5 separate regions of the Mus musculus genome follow, and all the other regions are linked to region 3. Evidence: chromatin contacts called from public HiChIP or PLAC-seq and promoter capture Hi-C data. All regions are on one chromosome and are shown on one strand. The core of a region is the stretch at or near the end of the contact, and the rest is flanking DNA. Distances in the headings are between cores, read along the strand shown.

Region 1 (2,700 bases), core at 24-2,523, 520 kb after region 3:
GGCAGTTGGGCCCAAATACAAGGAGGAATTATGTCCAAAGCCAAGACCGGGAGGGCAGTAGAGCAGTGCCTGTATCAACAGACCAATACGGATCTCCACGGAGGTGGAACCGCAGGTCCTAAAGGGACAGCTCCTGGGGATGCAAGATGTTCTACCGCAGGGATAATAACAGTAAATAGGCCAAAGAAGGAGAATGGGGATTTCCTCCCAAAAGTGATGCTAGCAGAAAACAGGTAAGGTAGAAGGGCCACGGATATTCAAAGTGAGCGTCAGAGGGGATACTGAGGGGTCAATGAGGAGGTAGACTGTCCCAGGAGCACAGCCGACTCCAGGAGGTGGCGAAGTAGGTATGACTGGGGGTCGGGGTGGGGGAGGAAGTGGGAAAGAAGACGGCTCAGAATTGGGAGTCGGGTATCTCGAGTGGAGGCTGAGAGACACCGAGATCCTTCACCGGGTTTGGTGGGGCGTGTGTGGAGGCAGACGCCGGGATTGCAGGGCTGCGGGGACACTAGCGAATAGGAAGGGCAAGGCGGGCCGCGCGGGCCGGGCCCGGGCATGCAGCGGCCGGGACGCGGGGACCGCGGGGCGCTGGGGGGGGCGCTCCCACCCCTCCCCCTCCGGCTCCTCCATTGTTCGCGGGCTCCGGGCCCCGCGGTCCCCGCCTTTCCCCCCACCCTTGGATCCCGCAGCGGGGCGGCGCCCGGCGCCTCGCCCGTCCCCACATTCCCCTCCGCCAGCTACGAGACACTTACCAGTCTCGGGGGCGCACTCAGCGCGGCCCCGGCCTCCGCGATCCCAGCCGCAGCGACGGCGGGCCCGGCGCCATGTTCCCCTAGCGACTCGTTCCTGAGGCGGCTGAGGCGGCGGTGGCGGCTCCGGCGGCGGGGGGCCGGGCGGACCCTCCCTCGCGGGCTCCCTCCTCCGCCTCCTCCACCTCCTCCTCCCGCCGCGCCGCGGCTCTCCCTCGGGGCGGGGGGCGGGGAGGGGAAGGGGGGAGGGGCGGGAACCAGGGGGAGGGCGGACCAGCCTCGCTCGCTCGCTCGTTCCCTCCCTCCCGCGCAATGGCGGCGGCGGCGGCGGCGGCGGCAGCGGCGTTGTCGCCTCCTTCCTGCGGCCGCCGCGGCCGTGCGCGTACTGGAGACCCTCTCGCAAGTGCGCGTGCGTTTCTGAGGGGCGAGAGATGCTGGGGCTGGGGTTGGGAAGTGGATAACGGCCCTGTGGGCCGAGCGCACCGCGAGGACCGTAGGCCGGGAGGACAGGCACGCGCGGACACCGAGGGCGCGAGTGCGCGTGCGCGCCTGAGGAAAACGCCGCTACCTCAGCGGCTGCGGCGCCAGATTTACACAGCGCGAGGACGGACACCCGCGAACTGGCACAGGAGGGCGCGGGGTGGGCTGAGTGCGCGTGCGCAGAGACGGCTGCAGCCTGCGAAGCCACCGAAGGGAGGGAGGAGCCCGCAAGGGGGGCGCGCACGGCGTCGCGCGTTCCAGGCTGCAGTACCCGCCGCCCCTCCCCACACCGCGCCGGCTCCAAGAGAAAGCCATCTCTGAGAGGCTTGGCCCGGCTCGTGAGGGCGGGGACTTAGGGCTCCATCCCGCTCGCGCGGGACCTCACTAACCAATGGAAGGCAGAGGGAGGTGGGTTCGCCTCCTGGAGCCGCAGCTTCGGGATAACGGAGGGGGTTGGGGGGACAGACGTAACGTGGGGTGGCGAGGCGGGGCTGTGAAGGAGGGAGCGTACCCAGCGAGTGAACCAATTGGGCGAGGGAAGGGGGCGTGGTCCTTCACAGCCCAACCCAGGCTCGCCGTTGGCCAGCCCAAAAGAGTGGGCGGGGACAGGGGGCACGTGCTCTTTCCCGGGCGCTGAAGAAAAACCTGTGGGCCAGGCGCGTTGATACAAGTTACTGGTGATTTCTCCCAGTGCTTGGTCTCGGGCAGAGGAAGGACAGGCCCTGCATTGCAGCCCTAGTCTCCCAAGTCAGCATCGGGCAAATGACAGCAAACCACATGTCACTTTGGGTGCTTGCAGGGGGAATGGTGATGTAAGAGGGCTCCCCTCTAACTCTGTATTCCTCTGGGAGCCCTCCGGAAGGATGGATTGTGAAAGACAGGCTTTCCCGGCGCCTCACAGAGTGTGGAATGCCTGAAGGAAGCACGTGTTTCCGATCCAGCCTTGCACTTCTTTCCAGGCTTTTCATCTGTAAAGTGGGATAACAATACTGAACTCCAAAGGGTCGCTTGGAGAATCGAATGAGGTATAATAGGCCCTATGGCCACGATTCATGGTGGGAATCCTCGAACTACTAGAACCCAGTAAAATATGGGCGATCTCCCTTATACATTAATATCTATAATAGCTGATGGATTACTCTTAGCAGAGGATTACCCACAACAATAGAAAAACGATGAATATATATTACGCTGTAATAAGAGAAATGTGGATGTGACCCTCCTAGCCACCGGTAACTGAAACATCAGAAAGCAACAGGGGAGTTAAGAGGGAACTACTGTGTCTCTAAATGAGGGTGGGGTGTAAAGGAGTGACCTACACGTATTGAGTACGCAGTAAGCATTGCTAAATAAAATTACATGGGCTCGACCAAATCCAGCAGCCAGAACTTCATGAAGTCAAAAAGGTCATGCTGTGGGTGATATTCCTGGAGTCTGCTTTAAGGTGGTTAAGGCAGCCAGTATGTATGTC
Region 2 (2,700 bases), core at 44-2,543, 960 kb after region 3:
AAGGGCGAGCCTGGGTGGGTTGAGGTAGGGGGTAAAAACTGGGTGTAGAGAAAAACCAATCAGATCTCGGAAGCCAGGGAGGAGGGACAGGGGTGAGGCTTGAGGGATGCCCCAATTTAGACAGGGAATACCAAGAGTCTAGGAAATTTTTCTGGGGTCTCCCGTGGCAACCTGGCGAAATGGGCTCCACTGGCTATGGTCCCAAAGCCTCTGCACCTGTTGCAAGGTGAACACAGAACCCGCTTCTTCCTAGGATAACCCCAGCTGTGTCCAGCCACAGGAGGGCGCTGCCTTCCCTTGATTAGCCAGGGCATCTTTCGGAAGGATGTCTCTCAAATAGGGTTTGGGTGGGGCCCTCCTCCCTCAATTACAGACTGGGTCCAGGCAGATGAAATTGACACAGAACCAGATCGCAGGAAGTGGCTCAGATTTGTTCTGTTGGTACTGAAAAGGAGCGACCCTACTTATTTAATGCTGTTTTTTGAGACAAGAAAATGTAGACCAAAGCTGGTCTGGAACTTGCCATGTAGGCCAGGCTGGCTTTGAAAGCATCAATCTCCTATAGCTTTCCAAGTGCTGGGTTTACAGGCATGAATCTCCTTCCCCAGCTATCATTCCACTCTTTGAAAGGCAAAAAGACCTTGGTTAGGTCCCACACAGCCTCTAATGAGGACCTCCCTATCCCCATGTCATTTTAGAGCATTTTGAAGCTTGGGAGACTGTTAGAAAGGGCATGGTAAAATTAACCTCTCTCCTGGAATTCAGAAATAGTGTCTTTCAGGGACTCCCTAGAAACTCCAGTTTGGGGATCCCTTATTAACACCACAAGAGCTAGACTGCCAAGGAAGACTCCTTTCAGGGATTTGGAGGAAAAGACTTTTTTGGAAGAAGTCTTCCTTGCTCAAACGCGACCACCTCCAATCCATAAGGAACTTGGAGTTTCACCCCCAGCCAGATGGAGGATTGAACCCGATGTATCTGGAAATTGCAGCTCATAACCCCAAAGCAGTTCCAGGGGAGGGGGGCGGGACAGCTGGAGCTCTGGGGGTAAATCCCTGATACCCTGAAAACCTCTAAGGTGGAGGGTGCATCGGGATGTGTCCCCAATCGGGCGCCTCACAGTGTCCTCAACTTGAGCCACACCCCAGAGATGAGGGGTTCCCTTAAAGCTCCGTCAAAGAGAGCCCCCAGACCCCACCATCCTATCCCCGAAGCCCTGTACCTCACGCGCTGCAGCCCCAACGCCATGGCTCGCCCTTCGCGGTTCCAGAGCCCTCGATGCCCAGCGTCCCCCTCCCCTGCCTGTGTGAGCCCCCTCCCCAGCTCCACCTCTGCCACTCCATTGGCTGGTCTTTGCCCAGCCCGCGGCTCTGATTGGAAGGTGGGCTTGTTGCTCCCGAGAAGGAGGAGGGACTAAAGGAGAAGACTTGGAACTTCAAGGGGTTGGGGAATCCGATGTAATGCACACCCCCAGCCACGCCCCTGCCCCAGACTTCCTTGGCAGTCCGGAGCCCGCCGGGCGTGATTTCCCTCCAGTCTCTGAACTTCCATATGTACACTTCTGAACCATCTGATTCACTGTTCTCTGTGTCCCAGTTCCTGTCGCAGTCTCTGCCTTCACTCCCACCTTTCCCAACCCCCTCTCCTTTCTCCCGCTCTGTCCTTTTCTTGACGTACCAAGTCCCCACTTCTCTCCACCCCGAACTCTACTTCACCTGTATTTCATAACCCCTTTCTTTGCCATACCCCATGTCCCTCCACTGTGTGGCCCCACTGTGGACCCCGCCTCCCAGAATCTTCCTTGTCCACCCGTCTCCACCCCATCCTGACCCGTGGCCTCTCTTAACTCCCTGTGCAGGTTCCTGCGGATGAATAATTAAGCTTCTGTCAAGTAAATATGCTTTAGCTTCATCACACCCACTTGTAAAGGGAACAGAGAACCGATGAGAGATACGTGCGCAGTGACATGGACAGGTGGAAGACGGTACAGCTGGGTAAGGAAGAGGAAGGAAGTTCCTGTGTAGGCTGGAGAGGGCGTGGACACTAAGGACAGGGGTGAAGGAGCAGTGTTCCTTCCGTATGCAGGTTTGGGTACACTCTACACTGCGGCAGAAATGGATTTATTGTTTTTGAGTTATTGGGCAAGCTCCATCTTAGGACTTTCACACATAACTGCGCACTCTCTTTAGAGTGCTCTTCTCGGCTAGACGGTTGGCTCCAGGTTTAAGGCCCTTGCTGCCAACCCTGAAGACCAGTGTTCAATCCCCAGGCCCTCCCCCCTCCCCCCACATCGTGGAAGGCAAGGTCTTTGATTTATCTGCGCGCACGCGCGCACACACACACACACACACACACACACACACACATACACACACCACACGTAAAATGTAATAAAAAACTTAAAAAAATTCTCCTCTAAAAATCCACATGGCTCCCCACCTCAACTCAGGAAAATAGTAAGCTGTCTCCTCCCATTGCCTTCTCTTCTCCATCTTCCTTCTCCTCTTCTTTCTCCTTCCTCTTTCTTCCTCCTCTTCTCCATTTTATTTTCAGATGGGGTCTCATGTAACCCCGTCAAGACTGGCCAGCAAGAGCTGGCCTTGAACTTCTATCCTCCTGCCTTCACCTTCCAAGTGGATTACAGGTGTGTACCATTATGCCCAGCTCCCATGCCATTTAGTTTCAGTTGATTTTATTTGA
Region 3 (2,700 bases), core at 78-2,577:
CACAGGTACATTTGGGGAAGTGTTCAATGGGAAAGGGTCAGAGGAAGATGTCTTTTGCCTTTTCCTGTCCCCAACACCCAACTCACATAACACTTTCCTCAAATGTTCCCTGCTAATCAGCGAAGTTCAGTAAAGAAGAGATACAGATTCCTGCACCACAGCACACTATAGGGATTGGAATCACTGTGGGCAGGGCCCTGGGGACTGACCTTTAGAATAACTGTAGATTTACAGAAAACTAGCCTATGCTAGTTCCCACATAGCAGTTTCTGTCCTATAGTAAGATGTTGCTCTTACTATAGCATAGTGTATTTAGTACAGATACTGAACCACTGTCAATAACTGACTGTCCATGCTTTATTTAGACTTTTCCACTAATTTTTAACTGTGTGTGTGTGTGTGTGTGTGTGTGTGTGTGTGTGTGTAGGCCAGAGGTTGATGTCAGGAGTCTTCTTCAGTTGTTCTGCACCTTAGTTTTCGAAACCAGGTCTCTCTCTGGCCCTGGAACTCATTGATTCTGCCAGACTGGCTGGCCAGCAAGCTCCAGGCATATGCCTGTCTCCCACCCACCCATTCCTGTTACAGGTGCCCGCTGACACACCCAGCTTTTTACATGGGACTGAGTATCTAGTGACATTCTGTGTGTGGCACTGCAAGATACTCCCTAAAGGCATTGTGTGTGTAGGTTAGAGAACAATTTGGAGGAGCTAGTTCTCACCTTCTACTATGTGGGTCCCAGGAATAGGAATATGGTTGTTAAACTTGGTAGCAAATGCCTTTAGCAGCTGAGCCATCCAGCTAGAAATGGAGACCTTCTGGATTCCCCAAGCCAATTCTAGAGACGATCGCCAGAGGGAGTAAGAAGGTTCGTTTTCACTGCACAGTTTTTTCCCAAGTGACTATGACGTAAAGCGAAACAGGAGGCGGAGCTAAACTGCTGGGTCAGTCAAACCTGGAGCATGAACCTAGAGGCGTCACATGAGCGCCGCGACACTGGTCAGGTGATTAGTGTGACCCAGTTCCGCCGAGGCGTGGCAGAACAAGTCTATAGAGCCTGCTGATTGGTTGGAGGGAGTCAAAGGTCGCGCTTTGGGGGCGGTGGGCTCTTGGCGGTTCGGGCTTATGATTGGCTTATTTGGTGTCACGTGGCAATGCGCTTGTGGGGGTTCCAGGAGGCTAGCGGCGTGTGCTCACGTGTTGGGGGGGGGGGGGTCAAGGTGCTGAGTGCGGTAGCCGGAGGGGGCGTGCCGGGAGGAGAGTGCCTCGCAGCTTGAGCCCACTGGTTGGTTCGCAGGGTTCACGTGGGGTGGCAGGCCTGGGTGACGTCAACGCAGCGGGCGGAGCTCCGCTGAGTGCGCGGTGTCCGGGGCCTGTGAGTCGTCGCCAGGCTGTGTCGGGCCTGAGCCGAGCAGCTGCGCGACGTCATGGACAACTCCGGGAAGCAGGCTGAGGCTATGGCGCTGCTGGCTGAAGCGGAGCGCAAGGTGAAGAACTCGCAGTCCTTCTTCTCCGGCCTCTTTGGGTGAGCAATGGGCGAGGCTGGGCCCAAGGCGGGGAAGAGCGGGCTCTTCTGCTCTGCACTTTGGGAGCCCCTCAGCGGCCTTGCAGGCCCTGGCCGTGGCCCTATGGCTGACGACACCCGCTGACTGGTGGCCGCGCCTTTCCCAGGCCGGTGCCCGTGGATCTGTGCGGCCCAGGCTGCCGGGGTGAGGACACCAGACCGAGGGGACCCGGGCTGGGGCGTCCTTGGGCATGATGAGCCGGAGTACGAGGTGTGAGGGTGAGTGGGGCCCTGCTAAGAGTGACTGATGGCGAGGCCTGGACTGAGAGGTGGAGACTTGTGCTTGGGGAACAAGCATGAATGGACAGTGACACTGGTTTTAGCCAAGACAATGGTGATGGGAGGATGAGGCACACAAGAGAATCATTAGGGTGGTAGGACCACCGCCTACTAGGTGGTCCTCAAGTCTGGAGTCTGAACACACCCAGGAGGTGGCAAATACCTCACACAAAGTTTATGCAAGTTTGCCATCTTCAGCCATATTAACTTAGGAGCAGCAGAACCCATGCTTGGGATGCGATTCCGAGGTTTCTTTATCTTAAGGGAGTAGGTCTCTCTGAAAGGGCTTGTTGGTAAAAACTAACTGCAGAAGTTTGTTATGAGTATAAACTATGTGTACTGTGCTCAGAATTGAGTCTGGCCCTCTGAAAGGCTCATCAGGCAGGAAGAAGCAGACTCAGAGAGTGTAAGATGCTGATGGGGAAACCAAGATGGTAGGAATTGGAGTGCTTGAGGGGTCTGGGGAGAGGGCCAGAGCCTTGGGATATAGGAGGGGGTAGGGGGAGACGACACTACATGGCAGCAGGCAAAGCTCTTGAAGGAACAGGCAGAGAGGAACACTGGGGAAAGGTCCAGGCAGGTGTTGAGGAAGAGCTGTGCAGGGGTAGGACACAAAATCAGAAGCCTCCAAAGCAAGGATGGAAGGATACAGAAGACAACCAGGAAGTTGGGGAAAGCTCTGGGAGAGACTGTTATAAGCTGGGTGAGGACAGAAAGACATGAAGGGGAGGGAGAGGATGAAGCCATCCCTTGTTGTTTGCCATCAGATAATGTTTAGCAAAGGAACTTGAAAAATGTTTATACCTGCTGCACAGACATCTGGTTAATGACAGGCTATGTCAGTTAGATGAGAATGTTTC
Region 4 (2,700 bases), core at 131-2,630, 850 kb after region 3:
AAAAGGAACAATGGCTGTCACCATTTCACAGAGAAGCAAACAGATCAGGGAAAGTTCTAGAAGATTCTCGAAGTTGCTGCTGAGAAAGCAATAAGGATAGAATATAAATCCAACAGATAGTCTATTCAACTCATAGAGGGAGGGACAGGCAGCTCAAGGGCCTTTAAAGCAATGGACCATGGGTATGGTGGTAGGTGAGAGCTGACCTAAAAGTTGTCCTCTGACCTCCATACATATGCTGTGCACAGGCATGCCCCACCGCACATGCATCGTACATATGCACACACACACACACACACAAATCATAAATAAAACAAAAATTTCAAAATAAAAAATTTGGAATATCTGGGTACAGTGGCTCACACCTATGATCCCAGCATTCTGAGGCAGGAGGATTACCAGGACTTTGAGGCTAGCCTGGGCTACATAGTGATATCCTGTTTCAAAAACCAAACCCCAAAAGGATCCAGGTGTGCTAGCATACAACGTCAATCCAGCATTCAGCAAGCAAAGGCAGAAGGCAGAGGGCAGAGGGCAGAGGCAGAGGCTGACAGATCTCTATGAGTTTGTGGCTAACCTGAGCTACACAGTTCTAGGCTAAACTGGCCTACAAAGTGAGATCCCGTTTCAGAAGCAGAATATAGGGACATCCATGAGTGAAGCTGGTCTCCATGAGTCTGGTACCCACATACTGAGTACCACACACCCGAAATGATACCCCTTGGCTCATAAAGGACAGCTGACCGGGGCGTTTCTGCTTGCTATTGAGGATACGGTAAAACATAGAGCCCGTGTGAGGTTACACCTCCAAAGGACAGTTTGATTTGGGGCTTTATTAATCAGAGGTCTATCTGTCCCGCAGGAATGAGGATGTAGTTCGGTTGGTAGAGTGCTTACGCAGCATGCAGAAAACCCTGGCCCCGAGCCCCAGAGACGTATTAATAAAACAGCGCAGGCTAGACACCACTGAGGCCTGTAATCGCAGGAGGGCGGAAGCAGGAGAATCAGAAGTTCAAGGTCATCCTTGGCTACATGGCAAGTTCAAGGCTAGCCTGGCCTTGCTTCAAAAAACAAAGCCAGAATAAATGACCCTGGTGGAAGCCTCTATTCTTTCCAAGGAGGTGTCTGTCTATCCCTTGAAGTGAGACTGATCACCTTCAGTGGTTTTCACAGTGACTTTGTCTTCCTTCTTGGCTCACTAGTCCCTAAACCCTCCTTCCCACCTGGCCCTTTAAGAGCAGCTGCTGCGACCGTACCCGGGCAGACCCCAGCTGCAGCCTGCAGTGTTACTATGGAGACGGGGACTAGCAGGAGGGGGCGGAGAGGTGATTGGGTCCGCGCAGGCGCAGACCGAGGCTGCCGTTCCGCAGCGGCCCCGCTGAGCGTCTAGACCCGGGTACGCGCTTCACTCCAGACTCCGCGGGAGCACAGGCGAGCCGCTGCTCTCACTCACCCCCACGCCCACCAGGTGCGTTGATCGTCGCCCTCCTGTACTCCACCAGCGGTGTCCAGTCACCTAGGTTGTCAGGGACAAAGGGAAGGGAGGAGCAACCCGGGACAGCCCGGAGAAAGTACACGTAAGCCCCCTGCGGACCCTCGGATTGCCCCGGGGGAAGACCGTTGAGTCCGGCAAGCTAGCAGGTAGCTATAGCCTACAGCCCCAAACCCGGAGTCTGGACTCTCACCCTGCTGGTGGCCTTTCCAGAGTGGGATTGACCTAGCCTGTGTTCAGTAGCCCACCCCTTTCTCGGGCTCCCTCCCGCCTAAGATTAGCCTCCGCCGGGCAGCGCCATGACGATGAACCTTCTGCAAGATTGGTGTAAGGAGCTGGAAGTGGAGGTGCACAGGGCCCTCCTGATCACGGGCATCCCTGAGCGCCTGCAGCAGGCGGACATCGAAGCTACCCTGAGTCCGAACTTGCAGCCCCTGGGCAACTACAGGCTTCGGACTGTGAGAGCTGTAACCAAAGAGAAGTCTCAGGCAGCCCTTGTAGAATTTGGGGCAGACTTCGATCACTCTGCCATACCTATCCACATTAGGGGAGAGAATGGGATTTGGAAAATCCTGAGTAAGGACCGCGGGCAAGATGCGCGGGTCCTTAGGCAGATGAGGCGCCTGTTGCTGGATGAAAGGCCCATGGATGACTTCAGAGAAATAGCCATCCCTCTGGTATTGGAGGCCCAAGCCCAGGCCAAGGGATTAGGGAAGGAGGCCAAGAAGGCTGGCTCCTCTGAAGGGGCAGCTAGGAGCGGCCGTCGGGGCCGTCGGGGAGGCAAGCGCCGATCCAGAAGCCACAAGTTGACGGCTCAGAAGGGCCAGAAGAGGAGCCGGGGAGGGCGGCGAGCCAGGAGTGAGTCGGAAGACTCTTCTGATGACAGCCTGGGTATCGTCATAGAGGAGATCTACGCAGAGGACCTGAGCGTAGATGAAGACCAGAGGGCCCTGTATGCCACGCTCCAAGCAGCTGCCAAAGAGCTCACCAAGAAGTGGGCCTTTCGGGGTGACCAGGAAGAAGGAGATGGCCCCCGAGAATTCTTGGCACTTGTCACTGTCACCGACAAAGCTAAGAAGGAAGAGATAGAGAAAGACCTTCCTGGGACAGAGTCTATCTGCTTAAACATCAAAGACGAAAAGAGCGGGGTTCCTGATTTAGTCGCGCTACTGGCTGTGAGAGATACCCCCGCAGTGGAGGTAGAGACA
Region 5 (2,700 bases), core at 119-2,618, 930 kb after region 3:
AGGTTCTCTCTAGATCCCACTCTCTGGTGACTTCATCCATTCCCAGGGCACCTCCAACCATAGGCTGGTTACACTCAAAATTTTCTCCAGTCCAGACTGGTCCCATCTACCCACTCAATGTCCCTTTTCGGACAGCGAAGGAAACCCAAAACTCATCTTTGTGACGAATTCAGATTTTGCATGCTCTGTCCCCTTATCTTAATCTTCTCTTGTATCAGTCTTCCCCTCGTACCCCCAGTTTCCTCAAACTCCAGCCAAGCCAGTCTGTTTTCAATCACTCTCCACCCCAGGGTCTTCACACAAACTCAGTGGTCAGGACCCACGTGTAAAACTCCTTGTCAATTCGCCTCAAAAAGCCTCTTTCTCCAGGCACTCCCGACCTCACCATCGAAAGCAGACTCTAAGCTGTATTTCCTGTGTTGTCACCTTGACCCAAAGTGATCATCACAAGTTTGCAATGATTGGTTCTGCTTAAATCCGAGTCATGTGTTGCATTCATCGCTGCAGCCTCAGAGCCAAGCACAGGCCGTGTAGCACATGACACTTATTTAATACAAGTGTACTGAAAGAATGAATGAACGGAGACATGTCCTCCCACATGGCACTCTTAGCCCAAGATCACCCTATTCGTTCCTGCTCCACCTCTCCACCCTACTCGTTTCCTTGGATCACCCCAAATCGCCTTCCAATATAATTATCTACCTCCATCCCCATAATTCCCTTCTCTATTGGGCCTTCTCTTCTCGGTCATACTCATCTCAGGCCTCCCCACTCGGCAGCGCCATCACTGCCCTAAACACATGTCACTATTTGGTAGCGCCCTCTTCAGGTCTGACCACCATTTAGCACCTCTGTCCAGGTCTCACATTTGGTAGCACTCACATGTCGGCCCCCTGCTTTTCCCCTATCGTGTAGCAGCGCCTGCCTCAGTCTCCCCAGTGAGTGGCTTCTGCTTGGTATCCACTTCTCAGCAGCTCTCCCCAGTCTGTCGTCCAGCCTGAGCCTCCTCCTCGCGCCTGGCTACTCTGTAGTGCTTGCCCGGCGCCCAGGCTGCCGCTCCGCGTTGCCATGGTTCCCCGCCGGGCCTGGCACCCCCACAGCCTGGGCCGCTGTCCACCCTCCCTCACCCCGTCCGGGCCGGGCGCACCTTTGAAGTAGTCGTTGGCCTGTGTCTTGAGCTCCTCTGCCCGCTTCAGAGTGCCATCGGCCGGGGGTTCGTCCCGGGGGGTCTCAGCACACTCAGTCCGCTCGCCCTCCGCCATCGCCATGCCGCAAAGCGACCCCCACCCTGGCAACGGCCGCTCGCGGCACCAGGCCGAACCGTCGCGAAGGAGTGCCGAGTGACCGCCGCCGCTGCCGCACAAGTGTCGTAAAGCGCGGGCCCCAAAGGCACTCCTGACGCGCCTGCGCGGCGTCCCCCCCAACTTCCCCCCCCCCCCGCCCCCGCCCCCAGAGCGCCGGGAGGACAAGGTGACCAGAGGGTATCCAGACCGTACTTGTACTTGTAGAAGTAGCCAATCAGAAAGGAGAGAAGGGGCCTTGTGGATGGGGGCAGGCCGGGAGGGCGCCTACTCCCAAAGTTGCGAGGCTGCAAAAGTTTCTTGGAGATCCCGGCTTCCTTTAGGGTTGGTGATTGGGTTGCGTTGCCTCCGGCGGGTGGGGCTGCTTTCAAACCAGCACCCTGCCCAACCCGGAGTTTGCTCTGGAGCTGGGTGCTGCCAATTACTCGTGTGACCTTGAACAAGTTTATCTCTTGTCTCCTCAGTAACCCTTTTGGAAAATGGGTAGTTTCTCAAGCAAACAAAATAAAACTTGAACGTTGCAAATCAAGGCTCTTTTTGAATTATTAACAAGGCATCCCGATCTTCAAGTCTTGACAAGTCTCAATTGTACCATGTTTGTTCCGAGCCCAACAGCATCCTTATTAATTTATTTTATTTTTTTATTTTGAGATAGGATTTAATTATGCAACCCTGGCTAGCCTGGAACTTGCTATATAAACCAGGCTGGCCTTGAATTCAAAGACCCAGCTGCCTGTACCTCCCAAGTGTTGGGATTAAAGCTTTGCATCATCATGTCAAGTCCTAGAAAAAACCTTTTAAAGGGTCATGGATGTAGCTCAGTTGGTAGAGTACTTGTCTAGAGTGCTCCAGGCTTGAGTTCCAATTCCAGCACTATATAAATCAGGCTGAAAGGTGCACCTCAGTAATTTGAAGGCTTGATAGGTGGAGGCAACAGTATCAGAATTTCAGGTTCAAGGCCAGCCTGGGATACCTGAGACGCTGTTCCGAATACAAACAACCACACCAAAGGGATTTTTTTTTTTCTTCCGAGACAGGGTTTCTCTGTGTAGCCCTGGCTGTCCTGGAACTCACTCTGTAGACCAGGCTGGCCTTGAACTCAGAAATTCGCCTAACTCTGCCTCCCAAGTGCTGGGATTAAAGGCGTGTGCCACAACACCCCAGCCCCAAAGGGATCTTTTAAATGACACTGTTGCTGCTTGCATTTCCTGTGCCTGGATCAGAGCTTCAGCCTCCTCTGATGCTTGCGTTCATCCTCCCTCCTCCAGTTTACCTTCCATATGGCAGTCAGAGGCATCTTGCTGGAATACTGTAAAACTGGCACCCGCCGCAGCCTTCCATGGCTCCCCAGCTCCCTCGTGAGACAACCCAAACTCTTTCTGAGAAGCCACGGGTAGTC

Evidence for each region. Promoter capture Hi-C pulls out the DNA fragments that hold promoters and counts their contacts. HiChIP or PLAC-seq counts read pairs in DNA pulled down with a chosen protein or histone mark.
Region 1: a promoter capture Hi-C map of neural stem cells shows a contact between it and region 3. The contact joins the promoter of Arhgap35 here to the promoter of Napa in region 3. A contact is called at or near these places in 1 of 39 promoter capture datasets (neural stem cells), 3 of 484 Hi-C or Micro-C datasets (Sertoli cells, muscle stem cells and rod photoreceptor) and 1 of 9 other capture datasets (liver).
Region 2: a contact with region 3 is called in a promoter capture Hi-C map of liver, with 4 times the contacts expected there. The contact joins the promoter of Hif3a here to the promoter of Napa in region 3. A contact is called at or near these places in 2 of 39 promoter capture datasets (cranial neural crest and liver).
Region 4: a contact with region 3 is called in an H3K4me3 HiChIP or PLAC-seq map of bone marrow-derived macrophages, with 4 times the contacts expected there. The contact joins the promoter of Pnmal2 here to the promoter of Napa in region 3. A contact is called at or near these places in 5 of 39 promoter capture datasets (cranial neural crest, hippocampal neurons, maxillary cranial neural crest and 2 more) and 1 of 115 datasets of contacts at active chromatin or transcription factors (bone marrow-derived macrophages).
Region 5: a contact with region 3 is called in a promoter capture Hi-C map of erythroid cells, with 3 times the contacts expected there. The contact joins the promoter of Ppp5c here to the promoter of Napa in region 3. A contact is called at or near these places in 3 of 39 promoter capture datasets (cranial neural crest, erythroid cells and maxillary cranial neural crest).

The regions. Positions count from the first base shown.
Region 1 is chr7:16,613,720-16,616,419 of GRCm38.p6, forward strand. It overlaps Arhgap35 (Rho GTPase activating protein 35), which reads right to left and starts at 1,274. Exons shown (of 7, transcript NM_172739.4): 1 at 753-1,274. It overlaps Gm29443 (predicted gene 29443), which reads left to right and starts at 105. Exons shown (of 3, transcript NR_136928.1): 1 at 105-233.
Region 2 is chr7:17,061,134-17,063,833 of GRCm38.p6, forward strand. Hif3a (hypoxia inducible factor 3, alpha subunit) reads right to left here and starts at 1,294. Exons shown (of 15, transcript NM_001162950.1): 1 at 1,223-1,294. The coding sequence starts at 1,248.
Region 3 is chr7:16,097,253-16,099,952 of GRCm38.p6, forward strand. Napa (N-ethylmaleimide sensitive fusion protein attachment protein alpha) reads left to right here and starts at 1,328. Exons shown (of 11, transcript NM_025898.4): 1 at 1,328-1,522. The coding sequence starts at 1,425.
Region 4 is chr7:16,943,302-16,946,001 of GRCm38.p6, forward strand. It overlaps Pnmal2 (PNMA-like 2), which reads left to right and starts at 1,381. Exons shown (of 1, transcript NM_001099636.2): 1 at 1,381-2,700. The coding sequence starts at 1,792.
Region 5 is chr7:17,026,546-17,029,245 of GRCm38.p6, forward strand. It overlaps Ppp5c (protein phosphatase 5, catalytic subunit), which reads right to left and starts at 1,369. Exons shown (of 13, transcript NM_011155.2): 1 at 1,148-1,369. The coding sequence starts at 1,268.